Regions from separate parts of the Hordeum vulgare genome. Here region 2 is linked to region 1. Evidence: chromatin contacts called from public Hi-C data. All regions are on one chromosome and are shown on one strand. Each heading gives the region's core, a stretch centred on a gene start, on an enhancer-like site or on the middle of the called end of the contact. The rest is flanking DNA. Distances are from core to core; before and after follow the strand shown. Region 1 overlaps LOC123411280 (a long non-coding RNA gene). Region 2 has its middle 100 kb from the start of LOC123437802.

Region 1 (6,403 bases), core at 2,178-4,677:
GAGAGAAAAGAAAAGATAGCGGAAGCAACAAGGAAATGAAATGCACTTGGATGGAATCTAATCACTGAATAAAAGGGCGGGAGGGCGGGAAAAAACAAAGACAACTTGGGGCAGATGAGATGAACTCCGGAAGAAATGATAGATTGATCTTGCGAATATTGGACAAGATTGAATTCACTTGAAGAGAAGCACATCGGATGAAAAAGAATTGACATGACGACTCCTATTCGGAAGAATTGATAAGACAACTTGATTGAGCAAAAGAATTTGCATCCCCATAAAAATATGAGAACACCTCTTGGAAATATATGAATTCACCACGTGACATCGAAGCAACTCGAATAACCATAATCCAATAAAACAAAGGATGCGCTTACAAAACAAGCCAGAACAAATTCATGACAGAGATTTCGTCCGAAATTTTCATGGATAGGATCGCACGGGCTCTATCCTACAGTAGACATCATGTACAAGGCAGTGCACATGACATACGAAGCGTCCCCGAGTCGTAGCAAGCTACAAGGACTCTTTAAGACACAACGAGAACCGTCGTAAGACGGCCGTGAACAAATGAATCCAATAGATGTCGAACCCCAACCTCACATCATGCATCTGTTGGAAGATTGTCCTATAAGTGACTAGTTGAATTCCCACCTAAGAACTCTTGAAATTTCTGGTCATGCAATCGGGTCCACGGATACAAGGAGTAAAATCCATCACTCAACTCCTAGCAATAACACTACCCGTTCAGTGTAGCACATCCGTCAACACATAACCAGAGATCTTGGAAACTCATCTATCTCAGATCCTCGTAATCACAATGATACTAAGTATGGCGATACATCCGGCCTATCTGCACCAGTGTTGGGGAAGCCAGACTCGTCTCGCCACTACTAGTATTGAAGCAATTTCGAACATCCTTCGTCCTGATATACTAAGAAATCTGAATGATAACGATGTGCTCAAGAATCCCCTGGAGCTCAACTCCCCGGAATAAAATCAACACATCAGGAGGCACCAAGTCAGAACTCCGTCACATCGACATTATATAGACTCCAAAAATATCCGCGTGGTCGTAAAAAAATTGAGTGAAAAGAGGAGTAGAATTAAAATTATTACGTCAAGATTCCTCACCACAGCATGGAAGAGGAGAAAAAAGAATCATACTCTCCGATATATAACTAAACTCAAAGCATTTTTTTCACTAGACTCGACTCGGCCATGTTCGATCAATCAAGGGGGCTCCTAGGTCGGTACTGCTCTGATACCGACGTCGAAGATGCAGTCTTATCCTTATTTTGGCTCGAGGGCCTCGACAGGGATAGAAACGCATCTCGTCGTTTTGCAAGAATGAATATGATTACAAGTACATATACTCAAAAGATGAGTATAAGGAGTTGGCTTACACTCGCCACAAGCTACATCTTAGTCACATCAATACAATACATACAATCATCATGAAGAAGAGCAGAGTCCGACTACGGATGAAAACAAAGATAAAAGAACAACGTCCATCCTTGCTATCCCAGACTGTCGGCCTGGAGCCCATCCTAGTCGATGACGAAGAAGAAGAAGAAACTCCAAATAGCACAATCAGCGGGCTCACGTCAAAGTAACTCTTTACCTGTACCTGCAATTGGTGTTGTAGTAATCTGTGAGCCACAGGGACTCAACAATCTCATTTCCAAAGGTATCAAGACTAGCAAAGCTTAATGGGTGAGGTATGGTTAAGTGGTGAGGCTGCAGCAAGCGACTTACCATTTATTTGAGGTGGCTAACTTACGAGTACAAGAATAAGAGGGGGGTGATCTACGCACAGCGGACGTGAACTACTGATGATCAAATGAATGATCCTGAACACCTACTTACGTCAGACATAACCCCACCGTGTCCTCGATCGAGGAAGGAGCTCGTGAAAGAGACAGTCACGGTTACACACTCAGTTGGTGGTCGTACGTGATCTATGCGACAACCGGTGGTGCTATCTACGCTTTCAGCCCTGATATGCCCAGCTTTGTTGATGTCTACGCACTCGACGGTGGTGATCGTACGTGATTTATGCGACAACCGGTGGTGCTGTGGTTATTACCTCTGCCTTTTCTCAAAAGGAATACAACTAAATTCAAAATGTTCTAAAAGTTTCTTGTTCTACTCTCCTATTAGAAGTTTAGTACTATTTATAATCAAACATAGAAATGCACTTGAAAGTAATCTTTTAAGAAGGAAGAACTCACTCTTCGGACAACCCCTACAAATTCAAAAGGAATCTCCTATTTCCCGCATTTTGCGTCAAGTATTGGAGGCACCACACAAGGAGATTGAACGATTGTTCTAACTGCTACGGTCCATTTAAGCGGAACATCTTAAGGCGGTTTTGCGAACCTTTTAGAGATTTCTAGCCGGGTTTTTCTGATTTTGCAAAACTTCTAGAATGTTCCCACAACCGTTTGTCTTGTTTTTTGTTTTTATTTTTTCTTTTTTGTTTCTTTTCTTTGTTTCCGTTTCCAAAAATGTTCTTGATTTTCAAAAATTATTCTATAAATTCAAAAAATATTTTTGTGTTTATAAAAAATGTTCGAAGTTACAAATATTAGCCATTTTTTAAAAATATTCATAACTTCAAAAACTCTTTGGGATTTTTAATAAATATTCGTTTTGTAAGAAAATGTTCGGAATTTTAATAAAATGTTTGGTCTTTCCAAAAATGTTCAAAATATCAAAACACATTCAGTTTTTATACTAACTTCTTGTTGGCAAATTGTTCTTAAAGTTTGAAAAAAATTCTTGCTTTTAAAAAATGTTCGAAAAGATTGTCGTTTTTAAAAGTTTGATCATAAATTCCAAAATTGTTCTGGATTTTAAAAAAATCTTCAAATTCGAAAAATGCCTTTGTTTTTTATATAAAGTTCGAAATTTTAACATTTGCCGTTTTGAAAAAATATCCATAACTTCAAAAATTGTTCGGGATTTTCAAACAAATGTTCGATATTTAACAAAAATCTTCAGTATTTTAAAAAAATGTTCGTTATTTCCAGAAAAAATCGCTATTCCAAAATTTCCTTCAATTTTTAAACTAAGTAAGTTTTCCAGAATTATTCTTAAATTTCGAAAAATGTTCTTGTTTTAAAAAATGTTCCAGAATTATTCTTAATATTCAAAAAATGTTCTGTACTTTCGAAAAATATTCCGCAAATTCAAAATATGTTTTTCCTTCCAATTCGAAAAGTTAAGGAAAAAGGAAAGAAAAAACGAACCAAAAAACTAAAATAAAAGGAAATAAACAGAATAGGAGAAAAAAGGAACATAAAAAAGGAAAAATATCATATCTCCTTAAGACAAATAAAATGCGTCCAGCCTAGTCAGGCGACCCCTTGTGTGCTCGCTTGGCAGTTAGCCCCAACGAGCGGCGCATAGGAGGTCCCCACCGGGAGCTCCTGCCCGTGGCTCATTGCGGCAGCAACTCTGGCGCCGCACTGGGCGGTCGCCCTGTCTGTGTTGGCCAAGTTTTTTTTTTCTGTTACTTTTTTCCATTTCTGTTCATTTCCTTTTTTGGTTCTTTTTTCTACCTTTTTCCTTTTCTTTTTGTATTTGAAGCAAGACCATTTTTTGAATGTGAAGAACAACTTTGAAAAATCGTGAACAAATTTGAAAGCACGAACATTTTTTGAATCTTGGGAACATAACTTTAAAAACCCCCAAAAAGTTTGAAAGCACAAAAAAGCATGAACATTTTTTAAATTTTGAGAATACATTTTGAAACCGAGAAAAATTCTGAAAAATCGTGAACAAATTTGAAGCACAAAAAAACTTAAAGCACGGACATTTTTTGAATGTTGAGAACAAAAGTTTGAAAAGTTAAATAATTTTGAAAAAACCCCGACCTAATTTGGAAGCGCGAACAAATTTTTAAAGCATGAACATTTCTCTAATTTTGAGAACAAATTTTGAAACAGAGAACAAATTTAGAAGCGCGAACAATTTTTTAAAGCACGAACATATTTTGAATCTTGAGAACAAAATTTTGAAAAATCTAGAACAAATTTAGAAACACACAAAAAAATCACAAACATTTTGAAAAATCCTGAATTAATTTGGAAGCTCGGACAATTTTTTAAAGAACGCACATTTTTTGAATCTTGAGAGCAAAATTTTTAAATGGAGAACAATTTGAAAAAACCCGAACAAATTTGGAAGCGCCAACAATTTTTTAAAACACAAACATTTTTTGAATCTTGAGGATAAGTTTTGAAACCGAGAACAATTTTAAAATTTCTGAACAAATTTGAAAGCATGAACAATTTTCTAAAGTACGAACACTTTTTTAGTGTTGAGAAAAAATGAAACGGAGAACAATTTTGACAAAAAACCCTAACAAATTTGGATGCACAAACAATTCTTTTAAAACAAACATGTTTTAAATCTTGAGAACAAATTTTGAACCGAGAACAAATTTGAATCTTAAAAACAAATTTTGAAATCAAGAACAATTTTTTGAAAATACAGATCAATCTTATAAAATTAAGAATTTTCTTAAATATCCAAAAATATTTTTTGAAAATTAGGAACATTTTTTGGAATAGAAATAGAAAAGAAAGGAAAGATTAAAAACGGAAAAGTAAAAAAATATGTCATGAGAACCTTCTAGAAATTTTCCAATACCAGAGAAAACCGGGTGGGAACCTCTAGATGGTTTCCAAAACCAGGACGCTGCAACGCCGCTAGATCGCCTCCTGTTCTGTTCTGTGCGAAGCCGGACACCGCTTGGGCGAATAGGGTTTTCCGTCCCAACTACTTTGCCCGCAACGTGTTGGTTAGTTCACAAATGTGCACCTGTTAAGATATTACTAGAACAATTGCCCGTGCGTTGCAACGAGGGATACGCTATAAAATCCTTGTACACAGGACAGAGTAACATATAACTCGCCATCAGTTTTTGAAGATATACATAGGTATGATCAGATTTTCACTTGAGCAGGATCGTCTTTTATGCATTGCATCCAACCGAGCATGACCACGTTCATGTTGCTTACGTGTAGTTTTCATATACATGTTGTTTATCTCTCTGCTTGTCCATAGGGTTAAGCCCTCCCTGGTACCTTTTGTAGATTTTTTTCTTTGACACTCTACCGCCCATGGAGTATGTAGGAGTGCCCTAGGATGATATGTAATCTCAGCCCTGTGTGTAACTCTTATGTCTGGTGGCTGATAATATAAAAAGTCAGTGGGAGCCTTGCTCGCTGTCAGTTGATGCTAAAAAAAGTAAAAATACACCCTAAATCCCAGGTGATATTTCCTCCACCCTTGTCCCAAAAATGCATACTTGTAGACATCTTGAAATGTGAGAACCTTCAAAACTATACGAATATATGATCGATTACTATAAAACAAAAAATAAACCAAGTAAAGTCAACTGTCTTTTGGTAAAAAAAAATACATGAGAACTACAGAACTCATTGCATGTACACTTTCGTCGATAAGAGTTCTTGGGGAGAGCAGGATACTCCAGGTGGCTGAATGTGGGAGGAATAGAACATTTTTGAAATGCACGTGAGCTCCTGGGGTATTGTTCATTTCGTACTCACTTGAGGGTTCCGGCTATATATAGACATATGCATGGACACACCAACGAAGTATCGTGTTCTCACTTGAATTTGGTTGCTCCATACAGTTCTAGAGAATCAAGTACCCTGCAACATATATAAAATCAAAGTACACCTGACACAAAATAGCTGACATATTAGCTTTTTAGTTACAGAAGTTAGAAATTCAGCCCACATTTTAAATACAAAAAAGATATTTGAACTATCATTCTAAGTGTCACTGTCAGCAATCAATATGAACAGATCTAAAAAAGATACAAAGATAATATGGCACAACAAACACTTTTGGTACAAGGAGGGACAAAGCAAGCATCTTACACAAGGGGGGTCAATGGAAGAGTTAAAATCTTGGAGAGGGCCAAACATGAGAATTGAGAGTATTTTTAGCTCTTGGAAAGATCACACGGGGGACATGGCCCCAACACGCCCCCTGGCTCCGTCCTTGGGTACAAGTGTCCGGAAGTGAACGCGGTGAATGTAAGTGGATAGACCACTAGCCGAGTAGCCAAAAAAGATGCCATGAATAAGGATTAATTAGGTCAAACAAAGAAATAACTCATATCAGCACCCGCCCGATGAGGTAAGTGACATTGTTAAGACCATATTATAGAACAATTGACTTCTTGGCCTCACGGTTTTCCCCTCAGCCTCAGCCTGGGCTCTCTTTAGAAGCCCTCTTAGCCACCTTGTCCTCAGGGCAGTACTTGAGAGGCATCTTAAACATGTCTGTGGCTGCAACAAGCGATTCATATCAAAGATTTGTAACAAAGGTTTTTGCAGAAACTAAAAATAATGTTTTACAC
Region 2 (6,403 bases), core at 983-3,482, 280 kb after region 1:
TAATGTAAGACGTTTTTTGACACTACACTGGTGTCAAAAAACGTCTTACATTATGGGATGGAGTAGGAGGAGATAACATCTAAGCCTATATTTTGAACGAAGCAACCGAGTTAAAAACAACTTTCAGAAATTTTCTTTTGATGAAGTGATACAGCAAGTTTGTAACCTAATGCACTTTACTTGCCTTGATTGGATACTTCACTGCTCCCTTAGCATTTGTAGTCTTCACAGCTTGAACTGCTTCGACAACCTATAAAACCATAGCAGTTCATTTAAATAACACGTAGTTTGGGGCAAATTTAACGTAAAGATAGCTGGACCTTAACATTTGGCCCCAGGGATGACTAGTTAGATAAAAATATCAGACCAAAGCAAACCATAGCAGTGGACAGAACACCTCAATACACATGCATAAACTAAGTACTTACTTTCTCGTCTAAAAGTACTTATTTTAGAGTTAACAAACACCACTGATCAAATATACAACAAGGATAATCAAACATAACAACCACACAATCAAATTCCAGGGTTATACAGTAGAAAGATAAGTAAAAAAGGGGCATGATTGAGAAACCTGAAGTACACATGACCATAGGAACTTACCAGATTTGCAAAGAAATCTCTGTCGCTGTGAATCAATTTCGAAGACATGCTAGTTTTTGCACAGTTAACAATTTCGAAGACATGCTAGTTTTTGCACAGTTAACAAGGGAATCTTTTCCAAGTTTATCAACCTGAAAGTATAGAAGAATACGCATTTCAGCAAGACAATATGCCTCAAATCGAGCAGCAAGATGTGGCCATTTGTTCAGCAGGCAACATGGTTTTACCTTGACAGAGAGCTTTTCTTCGACATACTTGCAAGCCTCACGCATAGCGAGCTGGTAGAATATGAAGGCAAAAAAATGTAAGAGATAATGTGACTTCAGAATGTTCAATCAAATAAAAATGGTAATGCTGCTAAAATAAAAAATACAGGGCTCACCCTGTAGCCACTAATAATTGAGGTCGGATGGATTTTATTCCTCACAAGTTCATTGGCGCTCTGGTAAAGAAAAGCAGAACGTCGTAAATTTGTATGCATAATGCTTGGGAAATTCATAGCGAAAAAAAGGCTGCCGCTAAAGCTCCATTTCATACCTTGAGCAACTCTGCAGCTATGATGACAACAGATGTTGTTCCATCACCAACCTCCCGGTCTTGGAGCTCGGCCAACTCAAAAAGAATCTAACAATGAATGGACCCCCGAAAGGATAAGCACGAAGCAGCAACAGAAGCAAAATAAAAATGGGAAGCTTTGGCTAACAGGCATCACCTTTGCTGCTGGGTGCTCGACTTCCAACATCCTCAAAATGGTTGCTCCATCATTTGTGTTGTAACATCACCAATATCATCCACCAGCATCTGTAGATACGCTAAATTAGTTCATTCCGACAATATCTTTTTCCTTTTGGAAACGTTCGAGCCATGATTTTTTTTTTCAAAATTACGGAGGATGCGCTACCATCTAACTTCACTGTTCGTTATCAGATTATTACAGAATGCACATGTTGCATCTTCATCATCACTGGTAACCAAGTTTGCGGGTGAACTACATCCACACCAAACAAGCAACTCCTGCACCCCCATTCTAAGTTTCTAACACGCAGATCATAACTTCGGATCCTAGTCATAAAGCAGCAAGCAATGCGCAACCAAGTGCAGTAGATCGAAGGTAAAATCACATACCTTATCGAGCCCGACGGGCCCGAGCGATGATTTGACGATGTTGGCCACCGCCTGGCACCCCACCACTGCAATCACAGAAGCACGAAACGCAAATTAAACACGCGCGCGCGCTCGGAGTAGATCTTATTGACCCCGCTCTACTCCGCGGAATATGGCGCTGATGAGTAGGGCTGAGCACGAGACGAGGAGTGTTACCGTTCTGCGTGCGGACGTCCTGGCCGGACTGGCGCTCGCCCAGGATGTCGGGGGTCTGTGCCGTGATCGCCATGGCGGCGGCGGCGGCGAGGTGGAGAGTGAGGACTGAGGAGGCAGCACTGGAGGGCTCGAGGCGGTGCTCGGCGATGGAGAATGGGTTTTCTCTGCTGCGGTTTGCGTGGGAGCAATGGAGTTAGGGTTCAACCTTCTCTCGGCTGGGCAATCTCCTCGACTGCAAAGTTGTCACGCCTACAGTTCAGGTATCTGAACCTGAACATTCAGCCACTAGAGTGCAGCAGCGCACTTGGACCTTGGGCCGTGTCTTCCTGCGAGAGCCCGTACTACTTAAGCGTGATGGGATTTACCAGTAGACTGTCCGTGTTTGTCTCAAAAAATAATAGACTGTCCGCGCGCTTGCCACGGATCAGCAAATGAATTTGTAACAATATACTACTTATTTTTTTTTTCAAAAACAAACATGTAGTACGGAATATTCAACCACAATACAAATACAAACATTCTTTTCTGTCTATTCTTACAAACACCACACATTTCTCTATCCGTTATTTCTCCATGATTGAACTTGTCGTCAATCATCTTCTCTCCATACATCATTAAGGGCATGTACAATGGTGCTACCTTAGCAGCTAAGATGGAGGAGAGAGAAACTGAAAAGGAGGTCTTGCGTTCTCTTAATTAAGCGATCACATCTTAGCCCGGTTTTGACGCGAACGGCCACAGCCGGATCCTTCTCGTTGCCTCACATGATTTTCTTCTTCTTGGCGCGCCTTTGTTTCCTCTCGTCCAGCCTGCGCGCCAAATTTTTCATCGCCATCCTGCTGCCCCCTAGAAGTAACCTAGGGCCGCTGCCCCCATAAATCCACAGCCGCAGCTGCAGCGACAAACTCCATCGTCCATCCGTGCGTCCTGCAGATTTGAGCACCGACATGGCTGGCCATGGGAGGAAGAAAGCAGCATCCCCATCGTAGGTGATGCAGGGACCTGGCGTACAAGCCCCAAGGTATGCCATCCCTCCCCTGCCGATGGGGCGGCCTGAAGCTGCCACAGAAGCCGTAGCAGCAGAAGCTTGGTTGGCTGGGCATGTTGCTGCTAGATCTGATTCCTCCCTTCAAGTTGATTGGTAAGGTTGACCGTCCTGTAGTTAATCTTTGACATGTGTTCATACAAGTAGCCTCTTGATTAATCATTATATCTGGACATTCAGTAGATCTTCCATCACAATTTGTGCAGTTTTATTTTTTATCATTCCAATGCTTTAATCTTTTATGAGAGTTAAGCTCGTGTCAGATCTTGTACGTATTCAGTTTTTGTTAGTTCAATTTCTGCACTTATGGACTAAGTATTTTAAGATTTATTTTTTCATAACCATATGCATACTATTGTTCTGAAGATGGTTTCAAGAAACTAATCCAGATGCAAGTAGTTCTAAAGATGGTAATCTAATGTTTGAGTGTATACATTCTTTTAGGGGAAATGGTGTGTACCCACCTGGTGGTTTTGTAAATTATTTGTGCAATCCATCGAGCGTCATCCTTCCACAAGAAATTCCTCGGCAACCAGCAATGTCACCTGATGCCAAAGTTTTAAATAGCCGGCTATAGCTGGGCTATAGCCTCCCAGGAGTCCTCCCGCTGCAGCTAGGGCCTTCGAACCAAAGTTTTAAATAGCCGGCTACTGCATTTAGCGGCGGCTTTTCCAACAACTACGAAAGGCTATAGCCTAGCTATAGCCGGCTAAGTCCATTTAGCGGTTTTGATAAATCATGAGAAAAAATCAAAAAAATTGGCCCCATATCTTCAGATATATATCAATGATTTTCAGGGACATAAAAATATGCACATAACATACATGAATAACCAGGAGTTCTGGACATACTTCTGCCCAAATATTATTACATATAGCCAACAAAAGCAAGTAGCATGTAGCAACAACTAGTTGGGGATATAGTTCTGTCCACAAATTACAGACCATAAGATCAACATCAATATTTATCCTATACGTACATGTAAGGCAACATTAACTCAGACTGTAATCATCAGCACTTATCCTATACGTACATGTAAGGCAACATGAACTCAAACAGTTCCATTATTCACGTCATCTCCCAGTCATCGTTTTGAGAGGCAACTACCAGAGATTAGATAGTATGTTAGAGTCTTGCCTGACATTGTTGCCGGGAGCAGCAGCAGATTGGAGAGGCAGTCAGGGGTAGCAGCAGCAGTCAGGGAGGAGTGCGGCCTGGGTCGCCATCGAGCCGGACCTAGCGCGGCCGGCAGTAGGATCTAGCACGACCAGTGAGCAGGAGTTAGGGTGGGCAGGGAGCGGGAGCAAGCGCGGTCGGCAGCAGGAGCTAGCCCGGATGGGTCGCACGCGCCGCCATGGTCGCTGGTCATTTTCTGTTCGAGGAGATAAGGAGAAAGGGAAATTTGGCTAGGATTAGGCTCCTCGGGGTCGTTTTGTTGTATATATTGGGCCGCACAAACGAAATTTTGGGTCAAATTTTTTATCTCCCGAGCGCGAAGCTTAGCGGCTAAAATTTGGGCCCCATTTTAGCGGTAATAGCGGTTTAATGACGATAATAGCGGCTACCCTCATTTCAGCGTTCGAAGGCCCTAGCTGCAGCGGGAGGACTCCTGGGAGGCTATAGCCCAGCTATAGCCGGCTATTTAAAACTTTGCTTCGAATGCTAAAACGAGGGTAGCCGTTATTATCGTCATTAAACCGCTATTACCGCTAAAATTGGGCCCAAATTTTAGCCGCTAAGCTTCGCGCTCGGGAGATAAAAAATTTGACCCAAAATTTCATTTGTGCGGCCCAATATATACAACAAAACAACCTCGAGGAGCCTAATCCTAGCCAAATTTCCCTTTCTCCTTATCTCCTCGAACAGAAAACGACCAGCGACCATGGCGGCGCGTGCGACCCATCCGGGCTAGCTCCTGCTGCCGACCGCGCTTGCTCCCGCTCCCTGCCCACCCTAACTCCTGCTCACTGGTCGCGCTAGATCCTACTGCCGGCCGCGCTAGGTCCGGCTCGATGGCGACCCAGGCCGCACTCCTCCCTGACTGCTGCTGCTACCCCTGGCTGCCTCTCCGATCTGCTGCTGCTCCCGGCAACAATGTCAGGCAAGACTCTAACATACTCTCTAATCTCTGGTAGTTGCCTCTCAAAACGATAACTGGGAGATGACGTGAATAATGGAACTGTTTGAGTTCATGTTGCCTTACATGTACGTATAGGATAAGTGCTGATGATTACAGTCTGAGTTCATGTTGCCTTACATGTACGTATAGGATAAGTGTTGATGTTGGTCTTATGGTCTGTAATTTATGGACAGAACTATATCCTCAACTAGATGTTGCTACATGCTACTTGCTTTTGTTGGTTATGTAATAAGAGCATCTCCAACAGCGGCGCAAAAAAGCGCGCGCGTTAAACCGGCATTTTACCGCGCGCGGGACGGAATTGCGCGCTCCAGCGGCGGCGGGAAAACCGCGCGCGCGGGAACCGCTAGCGCGCGCGAAAAGGCGGCAGCCTGCGCGCCATTTTTGCGGTGCCGCGTCCCGCGCGCCCATAAAAGGCAGCGCGCTGCCCAGCCTCTCGCGCCGCGTTCTCTCTCCCTCTGCCTCTCGCGCCGCCGCCGCGTTCTCTCTGCCTCTCGCGCCGCGCTCTCTCTGCCTCTCGCGCCGCCGCCGACGCGCCACCATGCCGCCGCGCCGCCGTTCTGCGTCGGGCTACCACGGCGTCCGCCAGCGCCCCAACGGCGGGTTCTATGCCGAGATACGCTCCGGCGATCTTCGACTGAGCCTCGGCACCTACGACACGGCGCACGAGGCCGCCCGCGCGTTCGACGCGGCGGCGTGGCGCCTAGGCAGGCCGCATCTCCAGATGAATTTCCCGGACGTCCGCACGCTCCAGCAGGCGTTAGACCTGGCATCGCCGCCTCGTCTAAACTCCGCACAAGACCGTGCGGAGCACACTGCGCTGCAGCGCCGTCTCCTCGTCCCCCAGGAGGACGAGCGGGTGATGGCGGAGTGGCGCCGACGCCACCCGGAGGACGTCGCCTACGAGCAGGAATATTGGGAACGGCACCGCGAGGAGGACACGCGCCGGCGCCGCGAGGAGCGCTTGGACAGGCGTCGTCGGAAGGCATTGGCTTGTGCACAGGCCGACCTCGTCAATGCAGGCGGAAGGTCCTTCTTCACTTAAGAAGATGAGCGTTGGTTTGACATTTGGCTGTCAACCTCTGACGACACCAACGACGATGATGATGGTGCAGATGGCTGGAGCGACTAGGAGTTTTTTTTGTTTTCGAACTATCTAGCATCGAACTATCTATCTATGTTTTCAAACTACCTATCTAGTTGCAATATATGTAAAATAACTTTTATATCGTTTTTATTTTAATGGAATCTACTTTACAAAATGTTGTGCGCGCGCTGCATTTTTGGGCACTGCT

The links. A called contact is a pair of places that touch in the nucleus more often than the background predicts.
Region 2: a Hi-C map of seedling shows a contact between it and region 1, with 4 times the contacts expected there. The contact joins two enhancer-like sites. A contact is called at or near these places in 1 of 6 Hi-C or Micro-C datasets (seedling) and 1 of 1 datasets of contacts at active chromatin or transcription factors (embryo).

Annotation. Positions count from the first base shown.
Region 1 is chr1H:368,782,379-368,788,781 of MorexV3_pseudomolecules_assembly, forward strand. It overlaps LOC123411280 (a long non-coding RNA gene), which reads right to left. Exons shown (of 2, transcript XR_006613226.1): 2 at 5,340-6,332. Among protein-coding and RNA genes, the nearest start is that of LOC123411280, 5.2 kb to the right of the region's middle. Within about 2 kb of position 3,428, at least 2 of the 3 cell types and tissues checked have open chromatin away from gene starts, as enhancers often do. A contact at or near this core is called in seedling, where this site is marked.
Region 2 is chr1H:369,062,994-369,069,396 of MorexV3_pseudomolecules_assembly, forward strand. It overlaps the pseudogene LOC123437770. Among protein-coding and RNA genes, the nearest start is that of LOC123437802, 100 kb to the right of the region's middle. Within about 2 kb of position 2,233, at least 3 of the 3 cell types and tissues checked have open chromatin away from gene starts, as enhancers often do. A contact at or near this core is called in seedling, where this site is marked.